Linked DNA regions of Mus musculus: region 2 is linked to region 1. A link is a contact called in public promoter capture Hi-C data. All regions are on one chromosome and are shown on one strand. Each heading gives the region's core, a stretch centred on a gene start, on an enhancer-like site or on the middle of the called end of the contact. The rest is flanking DNA. Distances are from core to core; before and after follow the strand shown. Region 1 holds the start of Tnfaip8l3 (tumor necrosis factor, alpha-induced protein 8-like 3). Region 2 holds the start of Gldn (gliomedin).

Region 1 (6,141 bases), core at 43-2,542:
CAAAATGGAGATTAAAAAAAAAAAAGGTATAAACAAAACCCAAAAACATTTGGCTAGATGCTATCTTACCCTGATTCTTGAACACACGTTCCCTATACCAGCACCCGGTCTAGTAGACCTTCCCGAACTGGTCTCCACTCTTGGCACTCAGGTGTACCCTTGGGAAGTGTGAGGACCTGACTGTGTACAGGTTTGTGCTAGGAGACTCCCAACAGACAGTCATGGCCTGGTCTGTATGGCAAGCAAACTTTCAAGGCGTGCTGGGTGCACAGAAGGATGACTGTAGGTAGAAAGTGAGTGGTCCTGGACCCTGCACTCCAGGGAGGGGCCTGAAGGGCGAAGCCTGCAGGTGGAGGTTGGGTGAGTATGGAGGAAAATAGACCTTGGGTTGTGGGCAGCTTCCTCCTGTTGCTCAGTACTGAGGAGATACAGAAAAGGACATTCATTTCTCTAAATAAGCATCCTCCTATCCTATTGCTTGCATTCCTATTGATTATGGATGGAAAGCCGGTGGCACCTTTTAAAGGGGAAGGCCGGCAGCTCTGCGGGTCACTTTGGGGCCGCTCCTGGGGGTCCACCTCCCGCTAGCCACGCCACAGGAATGGATTAGCACTTCTGCACCCGCTTGCCCAGCAGTCTCGGAACCTCAGACATTAGCCCAGGCAGGAGCCCTGATCTACCCAGGAGTCTTTTCTTTCCACCGACTCTGAAGCGTGGTCTCACCGCCCCAGGATGGCAGACTAAGCAGCACATGGGAAGTTACTTCAGTTCGGTTTCCACTGCAAATTACAAGGCACAGATATCTCAAGCCCTCCTTTCCCCCCACCCCCACCTTGCAGTGCGCCCCAAGGCTTCCGCTGGAGACCCTGCCACTTTTCGATCGATCCACGGGCAAAATGTCCCTCCTGTCTCTCCGACACACCTAAGTGCAGTGGTGTGGGAGGACGCCTCAAACCAGTCCCCAGTCTCAGCATGGAAGGGTTCGGGCTGCTGGGGACCGGCCTTCTGCCCCACCGCTCCAAGAAATACTCTCGATTTCCTGCACTGGCCTCCCCTCCTCTTTAACCCCAGCCCTCCCGGCAGGGTTGCCCCCTCGCTACCTGCAGCAGTCCCGGGCTCGCCCTCGCTCTGCTCTCCAGAATCTGAATCCATACTGTGGGCTGCCGCCCGCGCATCCACCACCGCCCGCCTGCGGGGCGCTCCTGGCTCGGGTGGACGCGGCACACACGGTATGGGCTGCAAAGAGTCTGGAGCCCGGGCGGTGCAGAGTGGGCAGTGTGTGGCCAGACACTAGGGCCAGGGGGCGGCTCCGAAGAGGCCAAGCCTGCTCCAGTGGCCCGCCCGCCGCCCGCCAGTGCCTGCACGCGAGGGTAGAGTCCGGGTGCGGGGAGGGGGGGGGGGAGTGAGGGGGTGCTGGTGGCGAGTAGGGTGTAGGGAAGGAGAGGAGGAGTGTCCAGTGCTCCTGGCTGGGATTAAATAGCCCAGGTTCCTCTACACCCAGAGCCCTGGTCTGGGAGCCTGGTGAGCTGGTGGGGGGGAGCCAGGACGCTCCTTCTTTGGGTGTGGCAAAGTTTGCAAGATTGTTTAAGTACAAATGCACCTCTCTGCCCACTGAAAAAGGTGTATTGTTAGGTTTAAGGTTGTGAGGCTGCACGAGTTTTAGTTCCACTTCACCACTTGGATCCTTTTTGAGGAAAATCTGTGTGTCTGTTACCTCGTGTTGGGAGGGGAGCGAACAGTCTTGCAGGAATTTTGTGGGAAGTATAATGCCGGCTCCCCTGTGAAGGAACAAGCAGCCAGCCTGTCGCCTGGTGAGGAAATAAACAACTAGTCAGGTAGAGATAACTCCCGCAGTTCAGACTCCTCTCGCTGTGGGCGTGGCTTGTGGAGCTGGTTCTGAGAGCTGGGTGAGCGCCCAGCCTGATTTGGCCTGGAAGGCTGGACCCGCCCTGCCAATCAAGCTGCCAAGCCAAGTTTTGCCTCCAGCTCAAGAGGCATGAATTGATTTTTAGAACGTTTTCTTTTCTGGGGAGATGGCCTAGTGGGTAAGAACGCTTGGTGTTCCAGCGTGGGGGAACTGAATTAAAAAGCCCTGCATGGCCCCTACAGGTGCCTGTAAGCCCCGTGGAGGGCAGCTACAGGAGGATTTCTGGGACTTACTGGATGTCAGCCTAGCTCCAGGTTCAATGAGAGATCCTATGTGAAGGGAGTGAAGAATGTTGGACACCTGATGGCCTCCTCTGGCCTGAGAGCTGGAGAGGAACCGTTTCTTGCTGATGGGGTTAAAGGCAAAGTACAAAGGCTCTCAACATCCCCTTTCACTTTCTTTTTCACAAAAGCAATTTATTAACTAATCAAGCGGCCAAGGCAGGAAGGAGAAACACCTAATGGGAAAGTGGTCACTGTTGGTTTCTGAGTATCCATGAGCTTTCATGTATTCCTCTATTATAGGCTTTGAAATTCACGAAGCCGCAAGCCTGCTTCTCATTACTATAAACTTCCTACAGCAATTGCAAACTATTGACCGGAGAGAAAATTAATCAGGAAGAGAACGCCCACTTAAAGGTGCTAGATTCCCAGTGTATCCTCTGAGCACTCATTTTGTCTGAACTAACACCCAGAGATGCGTTAGGTTGAACCATTTGAAATTGTAGTTTGAAGATTGGAAACTGTTGAAATTTGGCTATTGTATAGATTCAACCTATTGTTGACCCCATTTCACATGGCCAGAATCTGGGTCTCAGGTCGTGTGTTTATGAGGGAGGACTGACATCAAGGCTGCCCAGAGTGGGCAACTACTATTTATTGCGGCAGTCCATAGATGTAGACCTCACAGAACACTATTAAAACTCTACTTTACGTTCTAGGAGAAAGTTTCCTGGAAGACCAAACTCAAACTCATTGGCTTTGGTGATAAAAGTTTTATCTATGCAAAAGAAAAAAGAAAAGAAAAACCCCTATATAAAATGTGTATTTGGGGGGAAATGGCCCAACCTCTCTGTCCCCTCCTGCGTTAGCATCTCCTTCACAGTCCCCTGTGAAAGAGTAAAAGTAGCGAGTGTGGAAGCAACTGCCCAACGATAGTACGTTGCTAATGTTTGATAAGGGGGGAAAATAAGTCCTTTGGTCTAATGGATCTCATTTAGAAACAAATAGATAAAAATAAAACCCTAATTTTTAAAAATAAAACCCTAATTTTTAAAAATAAAAGGCAAAAGAGGATGCAAAATTGGATACAAGTTAGAGCTCAGGAAAAAAACCAACTGGGTCATTTCAAATGTTTGCTGAGTTAAAGCTGATAACTCATGCCCACAATTCCAGCGCTGGGAGGCTGAGGCAGGACTGCCAGCCACAAGTTCGAGGTCAGCCTGGGCTGTATAGTGAGTTCCAGGTCAGACTCTTCTGCAAGGCAAGACCCTGCTTCAAAAAATAAATAAGAAAATAATCTTTAAAAGTTTGCTGTAGCCCCATCACAGAGAAAAATGGCAATGATGATGTCACATGACAGAGAATATTGGGCTTACAGGCATTCAGGATGAGGAACATGTGGCTTGGTGCCCAGCATGTTTAAGATGCTGAGTCAGTCTCTAGCACCACAGATCTCTCTCTGTGTCTCTCTCTCTCTCTTTCTCTCTCTGTCTCTGTCTCTGTCTCTCTCTGTCTCTCTGTCTCTCTCTCTCACACACACACACCCCTATCATCTCTAAATACCTACTCTAAATTTAACAACAGGAATGTTTTTTTTGTGCCTTAGACTTTGTTTTCTTGTACTTGGAAGGTGTGTTTTTGTTTTTATTTATCTGTATAAGTTTCATGGGCTGGTGCTTTGTTAGCGTTATGCAGATACAATCAATGTCTAACAGCAAAATAAACAGGAACCTTCTTGTGCCAAGATCAACAGAAAAGTCCTGAGAACACATATTTCCAACGCACATATGTCCATCCATCCCCAGACCTCTTCTGAATACCAGTTTATTTGAGCTCAGAGGTAAATGTTCATGAGTGTAGAGAAGGAAGAACCGATCACAGTGTCTTGAGAAGTCCACGAGACAAGTCTTTACATAGCAATCCCTATTTGGTTAGCTGTTCCCAGTCTCATACTTCTGCATAATGAGACAGATGTAGAATGGAATAGCATATGTGCTGTTAAACAATGGAAGAGAAAGATCCAAACTAAATAACATCTCCATTCTAGTTTCCTATGGAATGCAATCTGTTGTCACAGGACAAGACAAAGGGAACTGATTGCAGGCATAGGAGTTTAAAGAGAAATGTTAACAGAATGCACATTATCTGTGCCTCCAGATGGGAACCCTAGGGTTAGAGAAGGAAGCCCTTAAACAATATCTCGTGACCATCGCCCCATGAAGACAGTGAAATCCAAGGTGGATCCTCTCTTTACAAATCCATCCCGGCACTTTTTTTTTTCTTTAAAAAAAATGTTTGGGAACTGAGAGGGGAACTCGGTTTCAGCAGAGCCTTCCTGTATTTTTAGAAGAATGGTGTCACTCCACAAACTTGAATCTTGAGTCGGAGCATCACAAACCACCTTCTCACTGTTTCCACTACATCGCTGGAGCCTGGCAGCTCTTACTACATGGAAATGTCTAACTTCCATTGGCCATTTTTTTTTAACTTCAGCAAACAAAATTCCTCAGTTTTTATAGATGTTGCCTATCTGGTGGGGAAAGTATATCTATCTGTAAGGTGTCAAGAAACAGAAAATAAAATAGATTCATTTCTGCTAAGGAAATAATCCTCCTTTAGTCTGAGCCAGGGCTATGACTCATCTGCCCGTCTCCTCTTGTGGGATGGAAAGGGAACGTCTACAAACCTCTTGACAGCAGAAGGGAGGGAGGTTTTGAGGAAGGTGGTTTATAAAGCTCTGACTCCAGATTCAAGTGTGCTTTTCTCTGGGCTGAGGTGGCCTTGACCCAGAAGATGAGGGCCTGTTCAAGACAGCCTCATTACTAATAACGTTTCTCAAGGTAGACATGAAGTCAGCTTCTGCCGGAACCATCATGGCTCCATAGGAGCTGTTGCTTAAAGGGAGTTCACTGGACAAATGTAGTACCAGGACAGGGGGCTGGAACACAGCCTCGAAAGAAGGGAGGGGCTTTTCACATTTCTTTCTTTCTAGCAAAAATAAGATTTTATGATTCCCACCTATTCTTTCAAATGTAATGCACTCTGACCATAGAAAATGGGAAAATATAAGTACAAAGGAGGAAGATAAAAGAAAATCCATGAATAATTCTACTAGTTGTAGTCACTGCTGGTACACTGTGATGCTGATCTTAGCTGTCACCTTAACACACATGAAAAAAAGGAGCTCCGTTGAAGATTTGTCTCCATCAGATCAGCCCATGGGCATGTTTGTGGAGAATGTTCTTGACTGCTAAGTTGCCTGCTCTGGGTTGTACCATCCTGAGCAAAGGGGGATGCAGGCAAGGAGGAGGGGGAAAAAGGGCGGGGTAAGGGCTGTGCATGATTGGTAGCTGGACTTGAGCCTGGGAGAAATCAGGTTAGCAGAGTCTTCCATGGTTTCTGCTTCAGGTCTGCTGAAGTTCCTGCCATGACTACAAGATGAGGTAAATCCTTTCCTCCCACGTTGCTTTTAGTTGTGGTGTTTCTCACGGTAACCAAAAAGCAAACTAGGATGTGTGTCTTTTGAAACTTTACCTTTGTTGGCCCTACAGTATTCTGCTTTTGCAGATTCTTATTTTTGTTGGCTTAGTTTTGTTTTAGCTGACTGAGAACTCGGGGTGAGTGGGGGCAAGGGAATAAGTTCCAAGGGAAATCTTCCCAGCCCTCTATCCCTGAATCTCAGCTTTCTGATGGCAGCTGTGTCTTGTCTGTGACCCCCATCTTCTATCAAGTGACTTCAGCATCTAGGATGCTATCAGAACATCTCTTGTTTTATGGCCTTCCAGCTCAGAGTGGCAATGGCTGTCTGGTGCAACTAGCATTCAGATTGCCTCACTAGCTCTGTTTGACATCTCCACTCTTCCATTACCCGTGTAGCCAACCCCATAAGTTCCTTTACCTTCTTTGAAAATAGATAAGATAATATTCTAATTTGACTTCATTAGGACCTAGACATAAGAATAATGTTTGCTGGAGGGTAATAGGTAGAGATAT
Region 2 (5,654 bases), core at 151-2,650, 220 kb after region 1:
CTGGTGGTCGTGGGAAAGGGTTTTGAGACGGGGTCTCACTATCACGGACTTATCCAGTCTGGTGTCAAACTCAAGCGGCAGCGGCTGCTGCCTCCAGAGTGCTGGGTTTGTTTTGAGATGTGCACCACTGTATCCAGCGTGGAACACAGACTCTTGGATCAGAGCAGGCACCCGAGCTTAGAGGAGTTTCCAGTCCTAAGCAGGCTCTGCAGTCCTTCAGCTGAAAAGAACTTCAATATGTTTGCAGGAATTTGCTTAGAATAGCCCTGGTAGGGACTAGAGAGATGGATCAGTGGTTAAAAGAATTGGCTGCTCTTCCAAAGTACCCCAGGTTCAATTCCCAGCACCTACATGGAGGCAGGCAACGCCTTAATTCTGATACCTTCCTTCCGGTCTCTGTGGGCACTAGGCACACACCTAGTGTACACACACATACACAGACAAAATACACATACACATAAAATAATAAATACATAAAATGGAAAACATGCCTGTAGTTCCAGCACTCAGGCTGAAGCGGGAGTGGCTTCAAGACCAGTTTGAGCTAGGTAGTGAAATCCTGTGTGGCTCTGAAGTAGAGCTCTTGCCTAGCTGTTGCAAAACCCTGGCTTTGATCTCCAACAGGGAGGTGGGGGTGGGAGACTGAGAAAGGACACTGGCGATCATGCCACTCCCAGATGTCTGGCATTGGCCGCTGGCTTTGGAACCAGGTCTCCAAAATCCTTTTTCCTCATCATTCTGCCTCCTCTCTGGTCTGGGTCTCAAGGGCAAGTTCTTCGTCCTAGAAGTCGTTTTTTGGGATGATCCTTGCTTGCTAAGCCAACCTGGCTTTTCTGGTTCTGATGGGTGACTTTTTACACTTCTAATGCCAACCATCTCCCTGTCTTCCACTGTCCCCTTTCTGGGAAAGATCTCTTAGGGTCTTTCTTCCATAGGCACATGGTGGCCTTGAGGAGGGGTGATGGGCAGCCTGGGCCTGGGCCTGGGCCCAAGCAGCAGACCTCCCAAGAACAGGGCATGCTTATGGTTTTCTCCAAAGACGACTGGAGGGATAAGGGGGTGGAATCTAGAAACTTCTCAGGCTTTAAGAATTCCTGCCCTCCTCCTCAGTCTGACCCTGACTATGCCTGTCTGGACCCTGGCAATGCCCACGGGCAGGACAGCAAGAAAAGGAAGGGAGGCCTGTTTGCTATTTGCTTGGTCGCCCCTCCTCCGCACTTGTCTCCTCTGGCTTCTCACCCCCTTGCTGCCCGCCTGTCCCTCTGGGCTTCTGGGGCGCCACCACTACTGTCCCCAACCCGCTTCGCCAGACGGGTCTAAAGACAGCCTGACTCACGGCTCTGCCACCAGCCCACGGCTCACGCGAGGCTTTAAAGCCTCTGCCACTGCGGGAGGAGGCCCAGTGCTGCCCTGAGCCGCCCGGCCTGAGCACGCAGACATGACCCGAGCCGCAGAGCGAGGCCAAGGGGCTACAGGCTGGGGGCTGCGCGGCGCCCTGGTGGCCATAGCGCTGCTGTCCGCACTGAACGCCGCGGGCACCGTGTTCGTGCTGTGCCAGTGGCGGGGGTTAAGCGCGGCGCTACGGGCGCTGGAGGCTCAACGCGGCCGAGAGCAGCGCGAGGACAGCGCCCTACGCGCCTTTCTGGCCGAATTGAGTCGTGCGCCGGGCCGGGTCCCCGAACCATCCCAGGACCCCATGAGCGCAGCGCGCAACAAGCGCAGCCACAACGGCGAGCCTGCGTCACACATCCGTGCGGAGAGCCAGGACATGATGATGATGATGACCTACTCCATGGTGCCGGTAGGCAGGGGCTCGTCCCCGTGGCGCCCCCGTCAGGCTGGGGCAGAGGGAGGTGATGGGAGCCGGGATCCCCTGGCCAGGGGCAAGGTCCTAGAGAGAATCTTGGGTATCTGTGTGGCTAAGGAGGTCATCCTGGCACTCTGCTTAACTCTTTTGAGATCAGTCTTTTTATCTACAGGGACCGGGCAGGGCAAGCCTTCACTTCTGACATCTTTTGAGTCTGCAGGTAAATGAGGGACGTGAGCAGTATTAAGAGCCTTTCTCAACTTTTGTCAAAAGTTTCCTGGGTGTGAACTGACCCACAGAGTCTCGGAAACCAAAGAGGAGACTTTTCTTCAACAAAGGAGTCCTTTGCCTGGCACAGTCTAGTAGTTAGGCTTCCTTCCCATCTGGCCCGGGCTCATTCCTGTAAGAATATAACCAAACTTGCCACCTAGTTGCTGGAAGTTGTCTGTGGCTCTCAAGCTGTTCCAAATAGGAGGGACTGATGCAGTGTAACTTTTATTAGAGTGCGAATACACACTAATGAAGCCAAGGTTCTTAATGTGGGTCGCTTCACAAGCTCAGAAGAATGGAAAGCCAGAACTGCTGGTGTGAGCTGTCTCTTACATGCAACGTCTGTATGCAGCCAGGGAAGGTTCCGGCATTAATCTTTTTTTTTTTTCTGTTAAGCACCCACTCTTCCCTCCTTCCCTCCCTCCCTCCCTCCCTCCCTCCCTCCCTCCCTCCCTCCCTTCCTCCCTTCCTTCCTCCCTTCCTTCCTTTGACAGTTTCATGTAACCTAGGATGGCCTTCAACTGGCTGTTGTAGCCAAGGGTGACCTTGGACTTCAACTCTTCCCCTGCCTGGGTGTCAGGATTACAGACTTGTGCCACAACACCCCTGGGCCTCTCTCTACATTCTCCAAGTAATTCCCTTCCTGAGAGTTGAGAAACACTAGTCTAAAGCAAAGACTTTTAAAGAAAAACCTCCTTTCTTCCAGTTTTCGGGTGTTCCGTTTTGGTTGGTTTGCATCCAGTGGTTCTTTAACAGCTACACTTAGGTCACATCCCCCACCCCCACCCCCACCCCCACCCCCTTGCCCCGGGCCCCTTCCATTTCCCATTCCCTTTCATCCGCTCCAATAGCCATGGTCTTATTTCACTTTATAATTAGAACATGTCCAATTGACCCTCCAAGTCCAGTGAGCCATACTTTGGAATCCTATATGTTTGAAGAGAAGTCTACTTTAAACATGTGCTGTTACTAAAGAAGTTTTCAGCGACTGTGTGTGAGTTGAAAGGCTTTTAGGACAACAAACAGCACACACTCCAAATACCTAGTCTGAGAAAGGTCGAGCTTTCCATTTCTAGCCTCACATTTTCACTCAAGTAAAAAATTTAAAAACGAAGCCTAAGCAAACATTTCAGAAACTCCAGCCTCTGTAAGATGAAGAGGGCTCGCTGGGGAACCCTAGGGCACTCTTTTGGCCCTTCATTCTGCATTTTAAAAGGTTTTTTAAAAAAAAAAAAAACCTTCCAAGAGAGATGCATCTGAGCAACAACACTTTCTACCTCCAATCCTGCTTTTAAGGTAGATGGTTTGGATCCAAATTGCAGCCCATTCAGTCCCTAGCAGAAGAGAATGAGCTCATTTCCCAGGTCCCTCTGAACACCTGCTGCTGTTACAGATCGGCACAGAAACTGCAGCGAGCAGCTTAGCAGCAGCACCCGCTGACCTCACATCTGCAGTGCGTATGTTGAGACCTTTTTGAGTCACTGAGGGAGATGCAGCAAGACCAGAATATAGTGATCACATTGATGAGTGTGAGCAACTCTCATCATGTCTTCATGGAAGTAGTCGGGGTGTCATACATACTCTAAGAACACTGCAACTCTACAGTGCACATAAGTATCTTGGGCATGTTGGGCAGTGCAGGTTTCGATTCATACGGTCGAGGACAGTGGTTCTCAACCCTCCTAATGCTGAGACCTTTCAATACCTTCATGCTGTGGTGACCCCCCCAACCATAAAATTATTTCGTTGCTACTTCACAACTGTAATTTTACTCCTGTTATGAATCATAATGTAAATATCTGATATGTGGCCCCCTATGGGTGTCATGATCTAGAGGTTAAGACCCGCTAGCGGGTCTAAGGTATGAAATTCTGCATGGCAGACAAGTGCCCACCAATCTCAGCGCTGCAGGTTTAAGGGCCACATTTTGAGTAAGGAGGTCCTAGAACCCTAGAGTCATCAGAGACACCTGAAACCTATCGGTACCTGAATCCATCCTAGATATTATTCCAAGTGGATCAGTCTGAGGTGTGGCCTGGGATGGAGAGATCACTTACTGGCAGACAGGAGAGTGATATGAGGTCCTGAGGAGAGTCAGGTATCTGGTTTAAATGCTTTCAGTTCCCACCAGGCCTTGCTTTAAGCAATGGAGCCAATTTCACTGCTGAAATGCCTTTGTCTGTCTGTCTGTCTGTTTGTTTGTTTTGCTTTATATTAGCAATATACTTCTCATCCTCACAAATTTTCTCTTCAAGAAACCAATTTGTTACAAAAAAAAATCTCTGGGCATCTCAAGTAGACTCGTTAGGTCTTAGGAAGTCTTAACAGTTAAGAGAAGACTCTAGAATAAATCACGGAGGTAGACATGTCTACTTCTTATGCTTGAAATACCCATCCACCCCCAGGGCCCTTTTTTTATAGTATCAGATCTTGAGTGTAAGATCTGTGGACCATCCCAGGGCCTCATGCTCAGACTCTTATGTTGGAGATCTAAGGACGAGAAGCAAGCTCTACGCAGATTAATGCCAGCATTTTCAAATAACCGTCCAGAGTGGCCTGTTTATCCAGGACTAGCTTCCTTCCTTGTGGGTTGTGTCTGTGCTTTTGGCTAAAACAAAAAGTACGCAGCTCGCCCAGCATGGGCTTTCTGATCTGCACTGCTGAAGTACAGTTAATTTGACATAGACAGGCATATTAATGATTTTTTTTAAAGCAAGGAAATGTGTTGGAGGAAAGGTGTTGAGTGGGACAGTAGGCATAACTTGGGGAGCACGCTGCCAGAAAGAGAAGGGATATGGGAATCCATGGTAAGGATGAGCACAGACCTACGTCCTCCTGTCCTGTAGGGGGCACACGGCTGCCTCGTTTCTCTTTCCCACAACCTTTGGTAATCTTCTCTTCCAGCAGAATCAATCTGCCTCCTCTCCCCACTGTCTCTCTATGTGCATCCCTCTTCTCCTGCCCCTCCTTCTCCTAGCTCCTCTTTCTTTATATCTTACTGATACCCTGGTACCTTTGCTCTGTTATCTTCTCTGACCCCAAATCTAGAGCATCCAGAAGAACTTTCACTTGAAAAAAAAAAATCAAAGTAGCATAGAAAACCTGCAATGCACAGAGGCTGATGACTATAACTCCATAGCAATGTTAGCCGTGGGTACCAAGCACACTCCCACACCTGAAATATCATTCAAAAGTCTGGATACTTCTCTAATAAGAAAGCTACTTTTTTTTTCTATAAGTAAATCCAAATAATTTATCAAGGAAGATAAGAATAATTAAATAACTTTCTGGTACTACATGGGGCATATGATAGAGTTTAAGACCTACCCCAGATTGCTATTTTAGAGAGGGCTTTACTATGTCATAGGCTAGCCTTCAGATCTCCCTCTATCTGCCTGAATCTCCTAAGCACTGAATTTACTATACCTAGCTCTTTGTTTAATATATTTTCTATATATTTAAAAAATATATTTCATGTGTACTGGTGTTTTGCCCGCATGTATGTCTGTGTGAGGGTGTTAGGTCCTCTGGAACTGGAGTTACAGACAGCTGTGAGCCACCATGCTGAAAACTAGGG

The links. Capture Hi-C pulls out chosen DNA fragments and counts their contacts.
Region 2: a promoter capture Hi-C map of liver shows a contact between it and region 1. The contact joins the promoter of Gldn here to the promoter of Tnfaip8l3 in region 1. A contact is called at or near these places in 10 of 39 promoter capture datasets (the 3T3-L1 cell line, 3T3-L1-derived adipocytes, cranial neural crest and 5 more) and 1 of 9 other capture datasets (liver).

What each region holds. Positions count from the first base shown.
Region 1 is chr9:54,067,119-54,073,259 of GRCm38.p6, forward strand. It overlaps Tnfaip8l3 (tumor necrosis factor, alpha-induced protein 8-like 3), which reads right to left and starts at 1,293. Exons shown (of 2, transcript NM_001033535.3): 1 at 1,101-1,293. The coding sequence starts at 1,152.
Region 2 is chr9:54,285,086-54,290,739 of GRCm38.p6, forward strand. It overlaps Gldn (gliomedin), which reads left to right and starts at 1,401. Exons shown (of 10, transcript NM_177350.5): 1 at 1,401-1,801. The coding sequence starts at 1,439. All of the region lies in intron 1 of Gldnos (gliomedin, opposite strand), which reads right to left.